2 separate regions of the Sus scrofa genome follow, and region 1 is linked to region 2. The links are chromatin contacts, called in public Hi-C maps. All regions are on one chromosome and are shown on one strand. The core of a region is the stretch at or near the end of the contact, and the rest is flanking DNA. Distances in the headings are between cores, read along the strand shown.

Region 1 (4,356 bases), core at 616-3,115, 130 kb before region 2:
GATGCCAAGATGAGATTAAACCCAAAAAGATTTTATTAGGGCAAATGCCTATTTGAGGGAAAATGGGGACAGAGCTGGTAAAGCTGGGAGCATTTTAGACTTCCTTCTGTGCCCATCTGACACTGAGGGAAGCAGGGAGGGTAAGTTGGGTGGATGCCTTGTAAACTGCTTAGAAGCTTCAACAAGACTTCTGGGGAGTCCTTATGCCAAAATTCCTTGTGTCTCAAGGCAGGAACAAACCTACCTTACTGCTCATGTCGTGCTCAGTTATCAACTAGGAGTGCCCATGGAAAGCATCTATGCAAATGAATTTTAGAATACAGGGGCTGAGAGTCTGTGAATTACATCCTAAAGGCTGCTGAGGATGTTTTGTCTCCTTCGACAACTCTAATCTGAGACAGTTCCACAGTCCTTTTTTTTCCTCCCAAGGTCTTGACACTGTAAGAGCCTTTCAGCCAGTTATTTTGCAGAATGACCCTCAATTTGGATTTGTTTAATCATTTCTTGTGGTTAGAATGAGGTTATGCCTTTTTGGCAAGAACACCACACAAGTGATGAGACAACCCTTCTCAGTGCATGGCACAGATGCTAAATGATGTTAACATCATGTGAATTTTGGTCACTTGATTAAGGTGATATCTACCAGGTTTCTCCACTGTAAATACGACTTTTCCTTTCTGAGCGTCTAGTGAAGAGATAGCTGTGGCTATATAAATATCATGTTCCTCATCATACTTTAAGTTTAATGTCCTATGTCTGAAACAATTCCCGTGGCATTTGTCAAAAGGTATTTTCTAGGTCCATTGTTCCTTCTACACTTATCAATTGGAATCCTGCTGTAAGGAAGAGTTTCCCCCATTCCCTCACTTTGTTATATTTATTTATATCAATATGGATTTTCAAATTATATGTATTGTTACTGATCAATAATGGACGTGATAGTACTTATCTCGTAAGATTTTGTCCTAAGGATTAAATGGCAGCTGGCATTTCGTAGTCATAAATACGAAAATTGGAAGATTTGGGTTCAGGACTCAACACTACCGCTTACAGCAGGAAGACACCTAAGTCACTTTGGTCTTGTTTGTTTAAGCTATACGAGAATCATATCTTCTCCAACAGGTTGTTCTGATGGTTATGTGACCTAATAAACATAAACTGCCAAACACTTTCTAAATATTAAAGATCCGAGTATTCTCCGTTGTTTTAAAACCTCAAGTTTATGACAGGACTTCATATCTGAGAAATTAAGTGTGAGCGACACCGAGAAAGAGCATGCTCTCCGCACGAGGCGATTTGGGGCAGTGCTCTTGGACCGCTACCAGGATCGGGACCACGTCCGCGGGGTGACCTGGGGGCAGGTGAGCAGGACGCACCCAGAAGTATCTGCAGTAGCGATCGCGAAGGCCATCCAAGCCATCCCGACTTGGAAGCTCAGGGACCCCGAGAGACCCGACCCCGGGAGGACGCGCAAAAGGCCCCAGAGCGACCTCTCGTACGAAGCAGACGGGCCTGGGTAGGGACGCGCGTGCCACCTGACCTGGCGCTCCTCGCCGCCGCCTGACCGATCCCAACCCAGCGGCCCGCGGCCCGCCGAGGCCGGAGAGCCGCGGGCCGTGCTGCGTGCGCGGCACCCTCTTCCTCCAAAGCACACTCCCTGCTCCAGGGCCTTGGGGAGCCGTGCACGCCCGGAGCCGCAGGGAAACGGCGCGTCCGTCACTCACCTGGGAAACGCGAGCCGGGACGCTGGAACCGCGGCTCAGGCAGAGAAGGCCCCCGAGGCCAGCACACATCAGCCTCCCCACAGCCGTTTGTGCGCCTGCGGGGCTGCCATCGCCGAGCTTCCGTCACTTCCGTCATTCAAACCGCCCGCCAATGGCGCGGCCGAACGGCGGGAATCCTCCTGGTCCCGCCTCTCCCGGGGGCCGCCGGGACAGCCGCGCAGTAAAGCCTGCTCCCCGGCGCATGCGCACGCGCACTTGCCGTTCTGACGTAGGCCCCATTATTTCTCATACCGCGGCTCGGAAGGTTAGTTCACCTCTGTCTGCAGGCTCAGTTTTACAGGTAGCGAGACAGAGGTCCAGAAAGGGGAAGGTATTTCCCCAGAACCACGAGGGTGACTTTAGTTTTAAGCGCCAACCTGAAGATGCCTTTGAATATGCATCCTTTTGTATGTTACCTACACAGTTCGTGTGGTATTATTTTTCACGCTCCAGTTATTTTTGTGATAACTTTCAACTGGTACAAGTGAACTCTTTATCATGTTGCTTCTAGAGGTCCGACATACCTAGAACGTGTCAAGGATTTATCTGCTGTAAATAACCTCTTAATCAGAAAGGGGAAGAGCGCAGGTTCGTATTGAGCACCTATCATGTTGTGCCAGATACAGTGTGCTTGGTGCAGGGGAGACAAGGGTAAATGGATTATGGCACCTATCCCAGATTTTATTGTCCAGGGTGGTGAAACATATCAGGAATCAAAGGATTAGAAAATGGAGAGAGAGGCAGAGGAAGTCGCTGGTATGAGCTGATACAGCTTCATGTGGAGAAGAGGGCAGAGAAAGTTAAGACTGAAATTGAAGGTAGAGAAGCCAATTAGGATACTCCTACAGAACGTGAAAGATGATCACAATAAAAATAGAGAGATATGGGTCCGTTTAAGAGGCAGGGAGTTCCCGTCATGGCTCAGTGGAAACGAATCTGATTAGTATCCCAAGTTCCATCCCTGGTCTTGCTCAGTGGGTTAAGAATCCCGCATTGCCATAAGCTGTGGAGGTCGCAGATACGGCTCAGATCTGGCATGGCTGTGGTGTCGGCCCGTGGCTACCGCTCTTGATTGGAGCCCTAGCCTGGGAACCTCCATGGGCTGTGGGTGTGGTCCTTAAAAAAAAGAAAAAAAAAAAAAAAAAAAGGGCAAACAGGAGGCCAAGCATCAAGAGTTAGTGGTTACCTGGTTGTGGAAGGCGGAAAAGAGGGAGAAATGAATGGTGATTCCTGAGTTCCTTATTTGGCAACTGAATGGATGAGCATAACATTCTCCTAGAACACACAGAAAGGATCAGGTTAGGGTGGGGAAAATAGTGAGTTAAACTTTGAATGTTTGTAATTTGAGCTATTTCTGGGATACCTTGGCCAAGGGATGAATTTCAGAAATATTTAGAAGGCAGAATTAGAAGTAGTTGACAAAACAATTGCATTTGAGGTTGAAGGAAAAGGGAGAATACAGTTAACCTCACAGCCACTGGCTTGAGGAGCACCGTTAATGGGAGAAATCACCAAGGGAGAAATCAGAAATGGGAGTCTGTTTAGTGGGCAAGGCGATGAGCTCACCTCTGGAAATGTTCGGCTTCATGTGCCTGTGAAACATCCATTGAGGTGAGAGAAGCAGAGGAATACAGAGGTAGACAGCCCACAAACTGGGCTAGCAGATAGACTTGGGTTTCATTTCTGTATTATGTAATAAGCAAAGCTGTAGAAGTGGGTGAGATCACTTAGGGAGAATTTGCAGAGTGGGAAGGGTGATAAGGACTAAACTGAGGAACACCAAAACTTAAAGGAATTGAGAAGAGGAAACACAGAAGAAACAGTTTGACCCACCTTAGTTTTATAGACAAGGAAGCTGAGTTACAGTAACTGGACCAAGAGCACATCTAAGGGAAGGGTGGAACCATGACTAGAATTCATGTATTTTTCAAAAATCCTGGGGTTCTTCCTCCTTGCTTCCTTCCCTGTTTCCTGTCACATTTATCTTAATGAATAATTGAGTGTGTTCTAAACAGTCTTTAACTTTCTCAACATCTCACACATCCAGCAAAAGATATGTCCATTATGTGATGCCTTGGGCTAGGTTTGCTGCCCACCATGTTTCCCAAAAGCACCCTGCACCTTCCCCATCGTGGCACAGACCCGTTCTTATTGAAATGATCTCTTTATGGGTTCTCTTTGATTAGACTCTGAATTCCTCAAGAACTGAGAGTGCAATTTGTTCAGTTGCCTGCCACGTAGAGCTTCTTAAATGTTTGTTGAATAAGTGAATAAACGAATGGGTTATACATGCATCACTTCCCCAACCTGCATTTGGGGTAGAAATTTTTTTTTTAGGGCCACACCTGCAGCATATGGAGTTTCCAGGCTAAGGGTCTAACTGGAGCTGTAAGCTGCCGGCCTACAGCACAGCCACAGCAACACCATATCCGAGCCACGTCTGCAGCCTACACCACAGCTCATGGCAACGTGGATCCTTAACCCACTGAGCGAGGCCAGGGATCGAACCCGCAACCTCATGGCTAGTCAGATTCATTTCCACTGCACCATGACGGAAACTCCTGCAATTGGAGATTTTGCATGAAGGCTTCTA
Region 2 (4,861 bases), core at 377-2,876:
TGTCTCTTAGCAGAGCTCAGTTTTGCCCTCAATGGGATGGGTACAGCACCCCTGCCTCCCTTCTAGGCTTATCTTCATTCACTCAGAATCTATGCAACAAATAGATTTATTCAGCCGGCCAGTATTCTGTTTGTTGGGCATTTCATCCCGAACAAAAGACATCGAAACCCTGTTCTCTTGGGGCTGATTTTCGCATGTGGGGCCGCAGACAATAGCTGGTTACAGTTCACAGTACGCGTCCTAATTTCCTGGGGCGGTGAAACAAGGGCCCGCAGCCTGGTTGGCTTGAACAACAGGGACGTCTTCCCCTGCAGGCCTGGTGTTCTGAGGGAGACCCTGTTCCCAACTCTCCTCCAGCTTCTGGTCGTGCTGGTGGCCTCGGTGCCCCGAGCTCATGGTTGCACAGCTCTGCTCTCCGCCTCTGTCATCACATGGCCTCCTCCCTGGGTCTGTGTCCTCTGCTTCCTTATGAGGGCCCACCCTCCTCCAGAGGTCCTCATCCTGTCTTAACATCTGCGGGGACCCTGTTTTCAAATGAGGTCACGTTCTGAGGTTCCCGGTGGACATGGACCTCAGGGGGACACCGTTCACCCCAGGACAGTATGTGAGGGAGTGATGAGTGCTGAAAAGCCTGGGGAGTGCCCGGGGCGCGGGGAGGTGGTGAGGTGTGGAAAGGTGGGCTGGGCAGGCCTTGCTGGGCAGGTGGTGTTGGAGGGGTGGGGAAGGAGGAGCAGAGGGCTGGAAGGGGGTGCATTCCAGGCAGAGGGACCAGCAGACACGGAGGCCTTGAGGTGGACGTGTGTGCCTGCCAGGCTGGCTTGGGGACATCGGGGTGGAAGTCACGTGTGGGTGTATGTGTGGGTGTGGGTGTGTATCAAGGATCAGGTGGTCCTCGCTGGGCTTTGGCCTTTTACCCTAGCAGGATGGGAGCTGCTGTTGTGTGTGTGAGCATGCTGGGAGCAGGGTTGTGTGCGGACTAGCTGGTCAAGGATTTTTCCAAGTTCAGGGGCCATTGCAGCCTTGTGTCTGTACACCTGCGTGTTTTGCAGCCGTTGTTTCTCTGCAGTTTCTTTTTGAAATAATCAGTGTTCTGCTGACCCTTGGTCCACTGCCCTTTCCTGTCTGTTCCCTCTCCTGCTAGATGCTTTTTCACCTACCTGCTCCCCCACACTTAAACCACAAGCAGGAAGAAGAGAAAGTAGATAAGGCTGGGGCCGGCCGGCTGCCGGGAAGCCCAGCACACGTGGCAGCCGTGCCGGGCGCTGCCTCCTCCCCACTGGCCTGGGCCCGCCTGGTGGACACGGTGCTCCTCACCCCGGCGGATTTAGAAAATGCTGAGGTCAGGGCCAGCTCAGCGTGCTCAGCTCCCCACATCCTTCTGTAGATCAAGTCCCTGTGCCGTGAAAAGTGTCGAGTCAGCTGCCTTGGGCGGCAGCCTCACTCAGCCTTGAAAATCCAGGCAGGGCGGGATGGGATGCGAAAAGCCCCTGTGGAGAGACCGGGGGTCTCCTGGGGTCCTGGCACTCTGCCCAGGCCCTCTCTGCTGCCCATTTTGTCACCAGCCTGCAGTTTTACACTGTTGTTCATGTTTGCCATCCGGATCCGAGCGGGTCCGGAGAGCCGTGCTCCAGGCCTGGCTTGCCCCGGGTGTGCCTGGCCCCAGGGCTGAGGCTTGTGAGGTCCTGGGGGAATCATAACTTCGGATTCCTCGGCGTCAGAGCTGAAGGAAATCTCCTTATCTGGCTGACATTTAATTTCCTCCCTGGGCCGCCAAAGGAAAGGGCCTGGCACGTTTGTGCTTAGGGCTCTGGAGAAGTGGGCCCTCTTCCCGGCCTCCCCCCGCGAGGGGGGTGCCAGGAGTGTGGGTGCAGGGAGGTGGGGACCGAGGGCACTGCTGCCCTCTGGGGAGCGCCGCTGGGGAAGATAATTCGGTGCCAGCGGAGATGGAAATAGGATCCCCAGCGCCAGGAGCAGCTGCTCCTCCCTGGGTTGCAGGAGCTGCCCGTGGGCACCCCTCACCCGCCACCCCACCACTACCACCTCCCAAACGAAACGCGCATCCATCCAGACCAAAAGTCCTGAGCCGGTCCCAGCCAGATCACAGGTCCTGCCTGAGCCAGGCTGGGGGCACCTCCCCGCCCAGCGGTAGAGCTTCCTTCTTTTCCAGACACTGCCGCCACCACCAGGAGCTTGCACTCTGGACCAAGCTCTGACTTCGCGTCCCCAGGAGTCTTTGGAGTCTGAGGGAGTTTCCACACTAGAGCAGAGAGACCCTGCCCGAGGGTGGGAGTGGGCATGGCACCAGGTGTCCCACAAAACCACCTCCTTGTCCTGTGCCTGGTGGCCTTTGTCTCTGCTGATGTGTCCCACGCACTGGGTAGATAAGGACCTGGGGATGGGCATGCCCGACTAGATGTGGGCCGGACAGATTTGTCCTTTTATAAATTGGGGCCCCCACAGGCGGCATCTTTGCCGCAGCTCAGGACCTGGGAAGCTCCGTCTTCTGCCCCATGTTGGGACTGGCCTCATCTCGGTGGCCTTGCAGCAGTCACCTGCCTCCCTGGCCTCGGCTGTCTCATCCCTAACTGGGGTGGGATGCAGAGTCATGCGTGTCTCCTCGCTTGCGCCCCCGCAGCCCCTGCTTGGGGCCTGGGGGAGATTTGCCTGCACCCACTCCCGCCTCACCCGGGGAGCTCCCTGAGGGCAATGGAATGTGAGCTCTGTGTCCCGGGGAGCCTGGCACGGGCTGAGCTCCCATGAGCCCCTCCGCAGCCCTTGTCCTGCTTGGCTTGTCCCTCACCGCCCACCCCCCAAAAAACCAGTGAACATTGATGGGGAAGGAGGGACAGGTGGCGGGGGTTTGCGTGACCCACCCCCACCCTGACTCCGGGGCAGGCGTGCCCAGTTGTTCAGCGTGAGCTCCTTGTTCCTGTTTCAAGTTTCATGCAACTTCTGATCCTTGCCCTGAACAAAGTCCCTTTATTTCTGGATGTTGTCGTGACAGTTGTTTTTGCAATTAGTAGTAAGGCAGAAAAGAATGGATCATGATGACAGGGTTGTCTGTATATTGCAGTCCAAATGTAAGAAATGTCTGTGCATTAAAGAAACACTGTGAAGAATCTTATTTCAGCAATTGTCTCTTGATTTTGGTATTACAGAAGATTTTTTTTTTTATCTTTCAAGTTTTTGTCATTTTATATGTTGAGCATGCATTGTCTAGATAATAAAAGCTGTTAAAATTACTATAAATAATAAATAGCTATTTATTAAGATTCATGTGTACTGCACACTATAAGAACTTGCCAGTACAGCCTTATACAATCCTCACTATAAGCCTGTGAGATTCTTTTTTCAAAAAAATGCAAATGCTAATGTATTTTGTTTTATTCTGATGAAATATACATAACATAAAACTTAGCTTTTTAGCCATTTTAAGGTGCTGTGGCGTGAAGTACGGTCACTGGGAGATCCTTTTTTTGAACCTCTTATTTTATGAATGAGGAAGCTGAGACTTAGAGAAACAATGTTGCTTAAGGTCACAGAAAGCAGGGACTTCCAGAGACAGGATGTGGACCCAGGGTGCTGATGCTGAGAGCCGGGCTCTCTGGTTTGTGGCTGTTGGAGTCCCTGACTACTTACCCTGCCTCGTGCTCACTCGATTGCAGAAAGCCAGTGTGGGTCTAGAGTGTGTCTCTCCTTTGAAAGTTCTAGGGTTGGGTTTTGTGTATTTACAGGGTGGTCTTCTTGGCTTGGGGCATGAGTGGTGACAAGTGGATGACATAAGTGCCGCCTGCTGATGGATACTGGGTTGATAATTTCTCTGCTCTTGTTTGTCTTTGTTTAGCAGGTGGGAGCGTGTGGGGGAGAAGAATGTGGGCCAGGGCTCTGTGGGGGGGAGGGCTGTTGGGGGGGGAGAGGGCCATGGGGGGGCGGTGTGGGGAAGGTGCTCGGTGGGGTGGCGAGGGTGGGGGTGGCAATGGAAAGAGCGGTGGCCTAGAGCTCAGATAGCTGGCTTCGCTGAGTCTGGGTGCACCGTGTGGGGTGATCTTGGAGAAGGGGCATTGAGCTTGGAGTTAGAAGGTTTGTGCTGTCGTCCTGCTTTTACCATGTGGTGGACATGCTTTGGCCTCAATTTCCATATTTCTATGTGGGTGATAAAAAGGCTTCTTCTCCTTGCATCCCGTGATTGTAGCAAGGAGTCCGTGTCATGCTGTCAGGGAGCGGAGCTCTGGAGTAAATTTCTAGGAAGGGGCTGCCCCGGGAAGACCAGAAGAGGGTAGATTTGGATGTGAAGAGGGGTGGTCTGCTTTGGCTTGTTTCCTTTGGTTTTTGGCCATCAGCTTCTTCCAGCATCACTTCGTTGGTGGAATAGAGTGTCCCTTTGTCTACGTAGTGCTGTGTGTTGGGGCGCTCTGGGATTTGGCTGGCGTATCATTCAGCCAAGGTCCGTGGATTCCCCTTCCCAAGACTCACGCCTCCCTAGTGGAATGAATAGTAAGGGGGAGCTCGTTTTGTGGCTCCGTGGTGATTGAAACTCTGCAGCAGCTTCCCTGGTCCTGTCTGTCTTGCTGGTCTTTACAGCAAGTGCAGTCGATGGGTTTCTGTTCCATGGTCTTGAGGAGCCGAGCACGGGAGTGGGAGGGAAGACACTCACCGTCGCACGGTGGGCGCAGTGCTTGCTTCTCCCTGCAAGACACTGGAATCTCGAGATAAAGAAGACAGGGTCTCCGCTCTGCAAGAGCCCACTGCGTCCTGGAGAAGGTACAGATCCACTCCAGAAACAACTGCGAGGGAGGGATAAGTGGCTTGAAAAGCCACTGTCAAGAGAGGTGACAGCCTTTCTTCCAAATAAATAAAAATG

Evidence for each region. Hi-C and Micro-C count contacts between places; a contact is called where the count stands out from the background.
Region 1: a contact with region 2 is called in a Hi-C map of skeletal muscle, with 4 times the contacts expected there. The contact joins the promoter of CEP295 here to the enhancer-like site in region 2. A contact is called at or near these places in 1 of 5 promoter capture datasets (liver), 6 of 47 Hi-C or Micro-C datasets (alveolar macrophages, embryonic fibroblasts, heart right ventricle and 3 more) and 1 of 2 datasets of contacts at active chromatin or transcription factors (skeletal muscle).

Annotation. Positions count from the first base shown.
Region 1 is chr9:26,100,776-26,105,131 of Sscrofa11.1, reverse strand. It overlaps CEP295 (centrosomal protein of 295 kDa), which reads right to left and starts at 1,865. Exons shown (of 31, transcript XM_021062639.1): 1 at 1,725-1,865. The coding sequence starts at 1,860. It overlaps LOC102157509 (a long non-coding RNA gene), which reads left to right and starts at 2,008. Exons shown (of 4, transcript XR_002335587.1): 1 at 2,008-2,351.
Region 2 is chr9:25,968,151-25,973,011 of Sscrofa11.1, reverse strand. It overlaps LOC106504851. Among named protein-coding and RNA genes, the nearest start is that of CEP295, 130 kb to the left of the region's middle. Within about 2 kb of position 1,626, at least 33 of the 83 cell types and tissues checked have an H3K27ac peak or open chromatin away from gene starts, as enhancers often do. A contact at or near this core is called in liver, retroperitoneal adipose tissue and skeletal muscle, where this site is marked.